Regions from separate parts of the Mus musculus genome. Here regions 2 and 3 are each linked to region 1. A link is a contact called in public Hi-C and HiChIP or PLAC-seq data. All regions are on one chromosome and are shown on one strand. Each heading gives the region's core, a stretch centred on a gene start, on an enhancer-like site or on the middle of the called end of the contact. The rest is flanking DNA. Distances are from core to core; before and after follow the strand shown.

Evidence for each region. A called contact is a pair of places that touch in the nucleus more often than the background predicts. HiChIP or PLAC-seq counts read pairs in DNA pulled down with a chosen protein or histone mark.
Region 2: a contact with region 1 is called in a Hi-C map of megakaryocyte progenitors, with 9 times the contacts expected there. The contact joins two enhancer-like sites. A contact is called at or near these places in 1 of 39 promoter capture datasets (hippocampal neurons), 3 of 15 datasets of contacts at CTCF or cohesin (embryonic stem cells and stem cell-derived epiblast-like cells), 99 of 484 Hi-C or Micro-C datasets (B cells, the Ba/F3 cell line, the C10 cell line and 50 more), 9 of 115 datasets of contacts at active chromatin or transcription factors (the NIH/3T3 cell line, Th17 cells, astrocytes and 4 more) and 1 of 9 other capture datasets (embryonic stem cells).
Region 3: an H3K27ac HiChIP or PLAC-seq map of the NIH/3T3 cell line shows a contact between it and region 1, with 11 times the contacts expected there. The contact joins two enhancer-like sites. A contact is called at or near these places in 4 of 484 Hi-C or Micro-C datasets (the C2C12 cell line, adipose-derived mesenchymal stem cells and embryonic fibroblasts), 2 of 115 datasets of contacts at active chromatin or transcription factors (the NIH/3T3 cell line and memory CD8 T cells) and 1 of 9 other capture datasets (embryonic stem cells).

The regions. Positions count from the first base shown.
Region 1 is chr9:33,238,981-33,243,028 of GRCm38.p6, forward strand. No RefSeq gene overlaps it. Among named protein-coding and RNA genes, the nearest start is that of Gm32171, 13 kb to the right of the region's middle. Within about 2 kb of position 2,136, at least 27 of the 459 cell types and tissues checked have an H3K27ac peak or open chromatin away from gene starts, as enhancers often do. A contact at or near this core is called in the NIH/3T3 cell line, megakaryocyte progenitors and pre-megakaryocyte-erythroid progenitors, where this site is marked.
Region 2 is chr9:32,605,080-32,609,127 of GRCm38.p6, forward strand. It overlaps Gm31871 (a long non-coding RNA gene), which reads left to right. Exons shown (of 4, transcript XR_379224.3): 4 at 1,675-2,004. Among named protein-coding and RNA genes, the nearest start is that of Gm31871, 13 kb to the left of the region's middle. Within about 2 kb of position 2,357, at least 37 of the 459 cell types and tissues checked have an H3K27ac peak or open chromatin away from gene starts, as enhancers often do. A contact at or near this core is called in megakaryocyte progenitors and pre-megakaryocyte-erythroid progenitors, where this site is marked.
Region 3 is chr9:32,698,359-32,702,406 of GRCm38.p6, forward strand. All of the region lies in intron 3 of Ets1 (E26 avian leukemia oncogene 1, 5' domain), which reads left to right. Among named protein-coding and RNA genes, the nearest start is that of Ets1, 64 kb to the left of the region's middle. Within about 2 kb of position 2,178, at least 32 of the 459 cell types and tissues checked have an H3K27ac peak or open chromatin away from gene starts, as enhancers often do. A contact at or near this core is called in the NIH/3T3 cell line, where this site is marked.

The DNA of each region.
Region 1 (4,048 bases), core at 886-3,385:
GTCATGAGAAGAAGGTCAACTTTGGTGACCTTTTCCTTTTGTTGGTTGCCAACAGCCATCATTGTAGACCCATGGCTAGGTTCTTTCAGCTCCAGCTCAGCTGTGAACATGGGGAGCACTTCCTATCTTTTAGCTCACTCTACTTTGCCTCCTCTCATGGAAAGAGAGAGGCTGATAATGAGCTGGACTATGGGCAGTGACTTAGCCCATTAATCATGCTTGTGACGTTCATCTTATCTCTTCCATCTTTTCTGGGTCTGGTTAGTCAGGGCAGCCTTGGTGTTCTCTCCCTTGACAGGCATATGCACACACTATACTGATATGTGCATTGTATCCACTCACTTCCTTCCTGACTATGAAACAGATCAGAGAGGTGAGAGCTTGGCTTTGAGATGTCAGGAATACACTTAGCCTGACTTGGACATGGGCTCCAGTGAGGTAGGCCAGACCAACATTTCCAGAAAATTCTATGTTCAAGTTTGAATCTTGACCCAGCTTAAGTAAAAGAAGAACACTCTCTGTATTATTTGTCTTCTGATGTTTTCATGGGGTTAATTTAAAAAGCTTGTTTCATATATATATTATACGGTGTCTGTGTCTGTGTGTGTTATAGGATTTTTCTTATGTCAATTTCATTTTCAAAGTGAGAACCATACCCTTGTATTTAGACAAGATTTAGATTTATGAAATTAAATCATCTCAACCCAGTAGGTGAGAATACAGCACTGGCCTGCTTTTCCTGTGGACATTCATTGAATCTCTGCTACAAATATCACATGGCTGTTGGTCATGGGATGGATATATAGAAGTACTAGATTAATTTCTTAGAAGGTAAAATTTTGCCACTTACAGATCACTTCCTCAATAATTCCCTCATGAGAAATGGGGAATCTGAAATTTATCTCTTGAGTTAAAAAGCAGGTGTGACTCAAGGGTGTTCCACTGGAAATGGGCATCCCAGAGTGGGCTTGCCTGCAGCATTTCTAACTTCAGTGTTGATCATCAGTTATGTACCTAAGTTCAGTGAATCTCTTCTCTTGGAGGCTGCTGCTATTTATCTAGCTTCACATTTTAACTCTAGATGCTTTACAGCAAGGAAGTTATTCAGATGTTTTGAAATCTTAGTCTCCTATTGAGAACTCTTAAAACAACATGCTATTTCAACACGTGTCCTTCCAAGGGCCAGTTGTTTGATATTCTTGGAGTCTCAATCCATAGCACAGGTGGATGTCTATTCTGTATGCTCTCTGGGTATTTGTATTTCTATCCATCAGAAGGAAGAAACTCTGGTTTTACTCTACACACAAAGGAAGTCCTTACTGTAGGTAGGGAGGTTTATGTGTAATCTTCCTTTCCTTCCTTCTCCTCCCTCCCCTTCCTTCCCCTTCTCTTCCTCTGTATGGTTGGCATGCCTTAAAGTGAAAATTCAAATGGCAATAATTGCCTGTGGGTCATAAAAAATCTCAGTTATCAGTCTAAAGCTGCTCATAAATACCACAGAAATGATCACTGGGTGACCCCTGCATTTTGCTAATTTCACTCATTGTCTCCTTATCATAAGTGTCACTAATATTGTTTTGTATTACCTCTATCTAGATTATAAAGCTACTCAGGCAAAGCAAAGCAATTAAGCACGGGAAAGCTAACCATCACTATTGTAGCTGCTGTGGAAGAGCTGCAGATAGATGAATGATAATGCCTGCCATAATAGGCCTAGCAGGGAAAACTGGCATCTAATTACTGACTCATACATAGCACTCTATAATAGACAGTATGGCAGATACCAAGCAATATGGAAGGAGAAGACATGGTTTAACAATTGCTAATATGCATTTGAATGAGAGCAATCAATAAAATACTACCTAGAAATTGTTCATACAAAATCCTCTCACACAATTTCTCCACTTGGTCCCATAAAAACAAACCATGCATGACCCGTTTTTAGTGCCCTCTCTGTCACAACCCACACTCAAAGCTCCACAAATTATAATCTGCACATTAAAATTGGTCTTCTAAGTGTCTGTCTCAAATACCTACTCCCAGAAAGATGGCCTCCTTGCAGCACAGTATTGCAGAGCATTGCCAGTGTGGTTAGCAGAATGTAGGTTAGGCCAGGAAGCCTTTGTGAAAGAGTAGCTGTTGGTGGTTTGGCTCAGAGAGCATAAGTCTTTCCAAGGGTGTCTTTACTGCTAGCTTAGAAGTGATGGATGGAGGCCACAGGCTGTTTTGGACTCAGGTCTCAGAAAAGTTCATGAAAAATGACATTATTGTACTTGGAGACTATCCTGGAAAGCCCCTCCGAGCTCAAGCCCTCCTTTGGTCAAGGCTTGAGAAGAGGGGTTTTTAAAGTTCACACACCCTTGTAACTGGCTTTTAAAGGATGGGTATGAACAGGACAGTCTGAGATATTAAAATTTCCACACACACCCCACCTCCCACTGAAAACCACAGAATGGGCCACCCGTTCCCTGACTCACTGCTTGGCACTGATAAAGCCCATGCTTACCACAGGCCCTAACACTAGGGAAGACAAGAATTCTTTCCTCAAGTCCCTAAAGAACATGTCAAAAGATTCTTTGACTTATTTCTTCATCTCTTTCCCTCACAAAGAGGCACAGCATTCATCACATTTCAGGGAAGTTCTGTGTTAGAAAGAAGCAAATGAGCTTCAGAACCATGTCATGTTCTCCTGTTCACATGAGCAAGAACAACATGCAAATTCCACCTGGCATTTTGAATTAGTGTATGTAGGACTAGACGTTCAAATCATGTTCTTTTCAGTCACCTTTGCTCCAGAGCATCTGTGGAGCACCATTTTGAGCCTCAGCCATTACAGAGAACATTAGAGATTGAAAGATGCGTTAGATGGGCCTCCCAAACCCAAGCAGATGAATGAACCTAGGCAGCAAAAGAGACTTGGGGGGTGGGGTGCAGAAAAATAGCAGTGCCCAGAGCACAGAGATAATGGTCAGAGTCTGGGAAGACCTCACTGTGAAGCTGAGGTAGAGGAAAAAGCATTAAGGTGGTTATAAGCACAAACTGAATAATCTTCTTAGTCTATCTACAGAAGAAAAATATGGTCCAGAGAGGTGCAATGATTTACCTTATATTAAACAGTTGCAAGTAAGCCACCTTGCTGTCAGACAAGAACAAGGAGAAGGGGGAATTGAAGGACAAAGCAGTTGAGAAGCTGGGCTGGGCTAGAAATAACCAAACCAGATGGATGAGCTCACATTTGAGGGAGGATTTTGATGCTTTTTAAATTATCACATGGACCACCTTGATGGACTCTTCTGGGATACACTAGAGGAGGCTATTCCAAGAAGATACTACAAAGGGATACAAAAGTGAGTGAAGACTTTACAAAAATTTCTGTAGGACAATGCATATCTAAAATCATTTTTTTGTTCTTTTGATTTGTAGCCTCTTGCATTGAATTCCTTTTCATGTCTGCCCTGGTTCTAGTTTTTAAAAAGGCCTAGTCAGTGAAATAATATCTTAAGAATTCATAGAATAACCCATGGTATTATGGTCAGGAATTCAATCACAGTACATACATTGATGAATCATTGTATGAGTGGTATTCTGCTAAGGCCGGCATTGTACAAAAGAGCCCCTAAGTTACAGCTGGATACCACATCTATATGGATAAATGAAATAAAAGAAGGACAGCGAAAGGAGTCCTTTAAGGTTTAAGTCATTTGCATGTGCTCTCTGCAAGTGCTTCCCATTATTGCTGCTGATTGTGTGCCTTCTCCCTTATCTGACTGACCTTATTCCCAAGTGCTTTGTAGTTTGTGCTGGCTTCTCTTCTCTTCTCTGCAGCCTGACATCACTTTTTCCTTTGCAACTCTTCCTCTTCCTACACATTAGCACAGCCTTGTGGGTAAGGCTGACAGTATCCTGGTATGCCATCACATCTGTAGGCAGTTCAAACTGACCGGTAAGCAAACTCAGCCAATTCACCAGCTCTCCTGTTCTCTTGAACATTTTCCCTGCAAACGATGCCAGCATCGTACCTGTATCAGAAATTTGAACATCATCCTGT
Region 2 (4,048 bases), core at 1,107-3,606, 630 kb before region 1:
ATCCTGTTCCTAATCCACCAGTCTCAGGCAGGCACAGCCCTGGTGTTACATGTATCTACATTTACTATAGCTTTGGATTGCTCTTGGCTTCCAAGGTCAAGAGATTCTACCAGCAAAGAGGCCTTCGACTCCCAAACCCAACCCTCTCCCACCCTCAGAAGCATTTCTGTGGCTTGTCCTTGTTCATTTCCCTGGAGCCCTCCTGGTCTCTTTGTCTTTCAAGTACACCAGGCTTTTATCTTCAGCTAGCGTCTTTGCAGGAAGCATCCTTTCCCACCAGCTCTGACTGGGCCATATTCCCAATCCCCTCAAAGTCACTTCCTGAGAGATGCTCTGTCTGACTGCCCATATCACACTGGGTGCTTCTCGTATCATCTTAGAGAATGCTATGCATTCATTTCTAGAGTTTATCCCAGTGCTAATCACATGGAACTCTCTGGTAGGCTCTGTGACAGTTCAGATAGGAGCCTGGCTCTTTTACAGGCTCTGTTGTGTCCCTAGCACTTGAGTTCTGTATTGTCTTGCTTGCAGTGCGATGTAGGGCTGCTGACAAAAGACAGAAGAGGTATTTTGGATTGGACATGGGAGTCAGGACCATGTAGGATTTTGTCTCCAGCATCCTTTGCTGGAGTTCACTATTGATAGCAGCCACTTACTTTACCTTGAGCCAAGGACCAACTCGGAGACGCCATCCCTGTAACCATGGTATTTGCTTCTGTTTTTTTTTTTTCAACAAAATGCAACCTCTGGCTAAAATTCTCCCCCTTTACAGTATCAAGGAGAGAGCCCCTCTCTACCTCTCAACTGTCTCCTCCTCCCACCAGGCTGGCAGAGATTAGAAACATCAGGTGAACACCAGAACAGGGACAGTGCTGTCTTTGTGTGAGCATCATCTCTGGGCCAGAGAGAAGACTCAGGACAGGATAGATGAGCTCAGAGCTCATGGGAATTGGGTGGGAGGGCAGTAGAGAACTGCTGCACAAGGAATGCCCAGCCACTGAAGGAACTCTATAGGGCTGTAGGGCTACGGAAGCCCACATTGCCCCCTCCTTCCAGGCTAGTTAGGACCAGAATGAGGTCAGGTTCTCAGATCCATCTCATTGCCCACTTGTACCTGGCTAGATGCTATTTCTAAGCCAGTGCTCTTTCCTCCTGTCTGTTTTCTGTGTTCCAGCTTTGTCCTGTGCTCGTCATTGCCTGCCTATGGTCTCTAGCAATCACTATGTCAGGAAGCCTAGAAGCACACTTCCAATCTTTTTGTTCCCTAAGAGTTCCAGGCTCTGGGTCCAAACCACTAGAGCTCATGGACTTGGAGGGTTCGAGAGGAATGTCCAGCACTCCCCGGCTTGTTTTGTTTTCTCCTCTGTCTCTCCTTTTTTCCGTCTCCATCTCCTTGTCTCTGTCTCTCTGTCATCTATCACCAAGCCTTGTTTTCCCCTCCACCGTGATTTTCCTAATAAGAATCCTGAGGACAGGGGTCAGGAGGACCCTCCCCATCCTCTCCCCAGGCTCACAGAAAGGCTTCACACAGGCCAGGCTGATATCCCAGCAGCCCCCTCAGCCCAGTGGCTTTCTCTCCATCCTCCCTTGCTTTTGTCTGGGCTCTCTTTGTTCTGTCAGACTTGTGAGAGAAGGAAGTAGGTAATTTACTTCTTTCTGCCTTTTTTGTTTCAGGTGGAGAGGACCTTGGAACATCTGGGCTGAGCATTCTGGCATACCATTTTGCTGGCTTATCCCCCCCCCCCCCCCACACACACCCTTTTCTGGATGCAATATGAACAAGGCATTTTCATCTAACGTTTCAGTGTCCCTTCTCCACAGACATCAAGGGCTTTGGTGGATACCTGTGTTAGCAAGCTAAGGATCCTGTGGAAATGGTACGGGCAAGAACAAATGGCAGCAGAGGGATTTTTTTTATTAGCTATGCAATCCTGGGAAAGTTTCTTCTTCATTTCGAGGCTTAATTTCTCATTCATCAAAGAGAGGGGACTTAGCAATGTTTTTGCTGATGGCTCCTGTTTTGAGAGTTGACTCTATTAAAGTATCTAAACTTGGGAAGCAATGTCTAAGTTTTACTACTCATTTTGCCGATCTAGTCAGTCCTAAGCGCCTGTCTTCAGTTCCGAGCACTGTATGGGGCCTGAAGCCTATGTTGGGTAGATTCTTCACAGACCCGGTCTCCTCCCTGCCTGGGGTGGGAACTGATCCTTGCCTTTAGCCCTCTCCCCAGGAGCTGAGGCAGACATTAAAGGCCATCCTAGTCAGGAACTCTGCCTGCTGTGCGGAGCATCTGGCTGCTCTCAGATCTCTGTCCCGACCCTTCTGCTTGTCTTGTAGGATCACTTATCAGCCCGGGCAGATGAGGCTCTGCCTTCCTCTCTGGGGCCCAGGCCCCGCCTTTCTATCCATAAACACTGGAGCCCAAGACAAGGCAGCAACTTCCAGACCTGTAGCTGAGGCTTCAGGGCAAGCTCTTTCCGTCTTCAGCTCTGTCACACGCTGCAGATGGGGTCTGGGTCTGGGTCTGGCTGCCCTTGGTTCTCCAAATGTTCAGATGAACAGTGTGTAGTGACCAGGAAGTTAAGACATGTGTCACTGGCATACAGGAAGGGTTGTCCTTATCCTCTGGTTCCCCACCACCCCCCGGGCCCCACTATTCATTTCAAGCTCACCCTGTTGTAAAGTCCCTTTATTGTAGGGTTTTCCTCCACTTTCGGAGGTTAGGGCCTTCCTTTGCCTTTCAATGCATTTGAGAATCCACAGGTGGTGGCTGCATGGAGCCAGTGTTCTCCAACAGTGTTCTCGAACAGTGTTCTCCAACAACCTTTGGTGCTTTCTCCCAGGAGGGACTCCAGGCAGAGATTTCAGGCTTGGGGTGGGGAGGGTCCTTCTAGAAGCAGAGGACCTTTTAGGAGTTCCAGGCTTTTGGCAACCTGTTGGATCTCTCTTTGGATTCTTCTGTAACAAGAAGCCAATACCCAGTACTTAGGGCTCCCTCCACCTCCGTAGGGATTGGAAAGGTTTTACATATTCTGGTCAAGTATTCTACCACTGAGCTACATTCCGAGAACTTAGTTTCTTTTAAGAAAATTATTTAGAAGACGGTTCTGAGGGTAAGAGCCCTTAATACTACTGCAGAAAACTTGGTTCCCAACACCCACGTAGCAGTTTACAACTTAGCTCCATTTCCAGGGTTTCAGACACCATCTCTGGCCTCAATGTGATAGACACACACATTCAGGCAAAACACATGCATAAAATAAATATAAAGAATTTAAATTATTTATTACTCGTTTGTTCAGTTTTGAGACAGGGTCTCCTTCAGTTGCCTGGTCTCACTTTAAACTTGTTCTGTAGAAGGCAGGTCTTGAACTTAAAAACCTCTGCCTCAGTTTCTTAAGTGGGTGGGAATGCAGGCCGGCCAGCAGACTAGGCCTTCTTCATGTGGGCCTTCCTGTCTTCTTCCCATGCAGCATCTTTGACCCTCTGTTTTTTCCCTTCGTCTCTCAGAGCTCTCTGCCTGGCTTGTGACTTTAAGTAGCATTTCTAAGGTGTTAGGCTACTCCTCTATCTCTGGTTCAAACTCCCTGGTGATTCCAGGCTCTCAGAAGACCGAGAAAAAGGCACCGTGGGATCATATGGCCATACACAAGTCTGGCCTGAGCCATACAACCCTTTTCCCTCATCTCCCTCACACCACCATCTTGCTTCCACATGTCTGGTGTGGAGTCTGTCTGTTTGACATCTCGGTACCTGCAGCCCCCATAATGCCAGCAAGGCCTGTTTCCGCTTGAATTTACCCCGTGTTGCTTCCTCCTGGGTAAACCACCTCTGAGTCTCACTTGGACTTCCACAACGGCATCCTTCTCAGTCGTCCTGTCTCTGTGCTTGGTCTCCTGTCACGGAAACCAGAGTGAACGTGCAGGCTCAGCTTTCTTTTCTGGAAAGGTTTCCTCCTCAGAGGGCGTTGCTCTGCCTGTCCCTGCCCAGCCTGCCTATCTGTACATCTCCCCTCTGTTACCCAGAGTGACACCTGCAGCCTTTGGCA
Region 3 (4,048 bases), core at 928-3,427, 540 kb before region 1:
AGTTTCCAAGCCACTGACCTTCAGCACAACAAAGCAACAAAATTTCATTTGGTCCAAGAAATTAAGAGTCTTCTGCCATTCACTATGATATATATATATATATATATATATATATATATATATATATATATCACTATATATATTTCACTATATATATACACACACACACACACACACACATATATATATCTCACTACACTTTCTTAGACAAAATAAAGAGCAATGATTTGTTGATTATTATAACTTTTTGAAGTATTTTTTTCTGGACTGTACTGCATTTATGTAAATATGCCCATACCTCGGATGAGAATCCAGAGGCACCAACACGTTAAGACAATTAGGCAAAATTCTGCACGGAGCCAGAAGCTGAAGGAAGCTGAATCTGTTTCTAACGTGTCAGATCCATACAGTGAGCAATATTGCAAGTTACCTTTGGAGGCTCAGTAAAGAAGTTTCAATGGAGACTTCAATTTTTAGGTGCAAAGATAGAAGTAAGCCCTGGCCAGGACTTCTTTGGTAGTCTTGGCTAACAGAAAGAAGGATATTAAGTAGATGTTAAGTAGAGCTTTACCTGGCCCATCAGATTACACAGGACACCTGTGTCAAAGTTCAACTATTCATGGCGTGGGTTCGAGTCCACGACTGGGACCTTGGTCTTTATCATAATGGTTTTTCTTTGTATTGCTTCGTTTCTCACAAGCAGAGACAAATAGTGTCAGGTATTGCTGTTACCTCAGCAATCAAGTCAGAACTTCCTCTCTGCCCCCTCCCCAGATTCCTAGAATCAGAGAAGTGAAGTGGGAAGTCTGAGGGTCCAAATTGGAGACAGGACACCTGGAATATTTGCTAGCCTCTCTGTGGTTAGGACTTGACCAAGAACCATTATGCGCTTTGGTTTGATTTTGAGGTCTGACATTTTTGACAATGTTAATACACACCCTAAAATGACACGGGCATTCGGTTTCCCTCACAAGTGTAAGGTAGGGCATACTATCTCATTGCACACGTCTCTCAGGTCTGCTGTAGATTTAAATCCAAACGCAGCCTTGACTTGTTCCTAGTTCCTTCCTGGTGTGGAGGCTTTGGAGTAAGGGCTGAGGCTATGAAGGCAGGGTGTGCGAGCAAATGTTACTTTATTATTGCTCTCCTTCTCATTCCACTTCACCTGTACCACCAGTGAGGTGGAGACGCTGGCCATGGAGGAACAGCAGTTTTCACACAGAAAACTGGCTCTTTGCCCATTTATAAGGCTATAAGGACCAGACCCAACCTCCATCTTACTTTGATAGAGGACGTCCATCCCCTGGGGACCATTATTGTCCTCAGAGATGGGAGAAGCGTTGTCCTTTCTTAGTTTAGACGGTCTTTGTGTTGCTACAGGAAAGAAGGAAGAGGGGAGGGCTGCCGGCTGCCGGCTGCCAGCTTTGCTTATGACTGTGTTTCTAGATCCCTTGTTGCCACACTCTGTTAGTGACTAAATAGACCAGTGGTTTAGACAGGGTCTGTGGAGCCAGTTTGTCTGGGTGTGAATCCCCAGTTAGTGGCTGTGTGACTTTGGGCAGACTACTTAATCTCCCTGTCCTCCAGCTCCTGCGAGTGTGAACCGAGACTAATAATCCTTGGATAAAGATGAAACCGGAATATGTGGAACACCTTTACTCAGTGCTGGCCCAGGTCCTGGGGTCTGTGGAGCAGATAAGGAAGAAACAAGTCAATAGGAACCTTGAACGGTGTAGAACATTCAAAGGACCCTGGAAGGTTTGGTAGGGAATCTAATGGCTGGTTTATATATGTCTCCCACATCTACCACTTGGGAAGGAAAGAACAAGAGAGAAAAAGACCTGGCCTGAAATCTCACACCAGTGGGGCTTTAATCTGAGCTCTAGATAACAAATCTGGTTTGCAGTTCACTTGCAGAGTGTTTGGAGGCCTGACTGTCACTCTGCAAGGTTCTAGAGGCTGGTGTACTCCTTCGGGTGATTGAACCTGTCATTGATACATTGATACATTGATACTCAGAGTAGGAAATCTCCCAAGTCCAAGGACAATGGCAACGTTTGCAGAGTTGTGGGGGATTAGTAAAGTTTTTCCATCTTACTGGATTGAGCAATGTGTCTTGTCCAGTTATTATAAAGTATTTTACATTTTATTTATTTACTTGGTTGGCAGAGCTTACATTCCTGGCATTTTTGGTTGGTTTGTGTTGCTGGGCTTTTTTTTTTCCTCTTAAAGAGGCCAGACCACCCTGTAGGAACATCTCTCTAGGAGACAAAGCAGCCGTGGTCAACCTCCCCAAGTCTAGCTTGCTCGGGGCCCTACCACAATTTCTGCAAAAGCAAGAGCTGGTTAGTGGCAGCCAGGATTTTCCAGGAAAGAGTATCCCTGTTTCAGAGTACAGTGGCTGATTCCATTGGCAAATGAGACAATGTAATTATAGACAGAATGAGAAGTGTAGCTGTGACGACATTCCTGGGCCTTGCTGATGGTAACTCCTGTTACCTAACTGTTGTAGGAAGTTTCTGAAATGTCTATCGCGTATGCTTTGAATGTCTACAATGGTCCCTTACTGGACCACACTTGATTGACACTCACTCTGTGGGAAATACTATTCATCCCATTTTCCTTTTTTCTGGATGGAGAATGTGATATTCATAGAAGTATACACCTTTTCTACATTGACTCTTTAGAGACTTAGACACCAGTACGATGTGGCAGGCATGTTGTACCTGATGTAAAAGCACTGTGTTATTTTCAGTCATTCTGGAAATTAAACCATAGTCTGTATAAGAAGGCCGTGCTGACTGCCTGGTGCTTTGGAGGCTCAAGGAGTACAGGGGTTCTCCCTGCCATCCTCTGAGCTGAATGGCGTGGTGAAAGGGTGTCCCGAGGCGTGGCCAGCCAGATGTGTATTCTTAGGAGAGGCTTAAAGGTTCTGGGCACTCCAACCTCAGGTGCTGAAGGGAGAACCAGGGAGTCTTGTGCTTTGCTGACTTTCAGGTGTTCTAGGCTTGGTCTCTGGTGGGACCGTCAAGTCCCTGCGCCTCCAGCTTCTACCGTTTTATCTCCCGCAGCACTGGTTGGTGCTGCCGTGGACTTAGAGTTTCAAGTCTGGATGCTGAAAGGCATCAACTGGCAAACCGAAGGCAGTTGAAGTTTAACTTTGTGCTTTATAAGAAGGCTCTGGATAACTTCCTTTGTGTTGCATACACAGGACAAAAAAAACTTCAATCTTTTCTCTAAAATTTATTTATTTTGATCCCAGTTGCTGTGTGAGGACGATTATAGGGGAAGGTAGGATAGTCGCATCAGCACACGGCTCATTGAGAAACAGGCTCTGCTTCCTTATCCACGGTCAATATTGATTCCTTTACCATTATATCATGGGGGTGTTTCTCTAAGTACTTAGCATCCTTAGGCCATGCAGCCTTCATCAAGAGGAACTTGTGTATGAATTGACAGGTGCCTGCTGGATTTCTCAGCTCCACGGTGAAGCACTGTTTCCATTTTTCCGCTCAGGCGGAAGCTGGAGTAGCCTTTGCCTCTGCGTCTGCAGAGTTTTAGATCTGCCTTCTGCTTGTAGTTGTTCGGCTGTGCTTAACCCAGGGTTCGAAAGGCCAGAGCTGTTCCCAAATATCTCAGCCTCACTCCTCATGCTCTGTAGCTACCGTTGTACTATTTAGTTAAGGGTTGAGGATAACTTTTTATATGAACCTTCAGTACATGTTTCACAAATGGCACCAATAAACTGTTTTAACCTGACCACATTTATGAAGTCTGGGTTACCTCTTCTTGCAACTGACTAGCCTGTGATCCTTTTGTAGGAAGGAATTGGGATCTAGTAGAGGGTTGTAGTAGGCCTGATTTCAAGTGCAGAGTTCTGTGACACAGTCAACATAGTGCAGTAGGCACCTGAAGTACTTGTTTTGGTCATCGTGATCAACTTGATGCCAGGGTCTTCCCTGTTGCTGCTGCCTATGCTGAGGCTTGTTACTTGATACCCCAGGTGTGGTTGGTCTTTTTTTCCACCTTTTTTTTTTAACTGTTCATT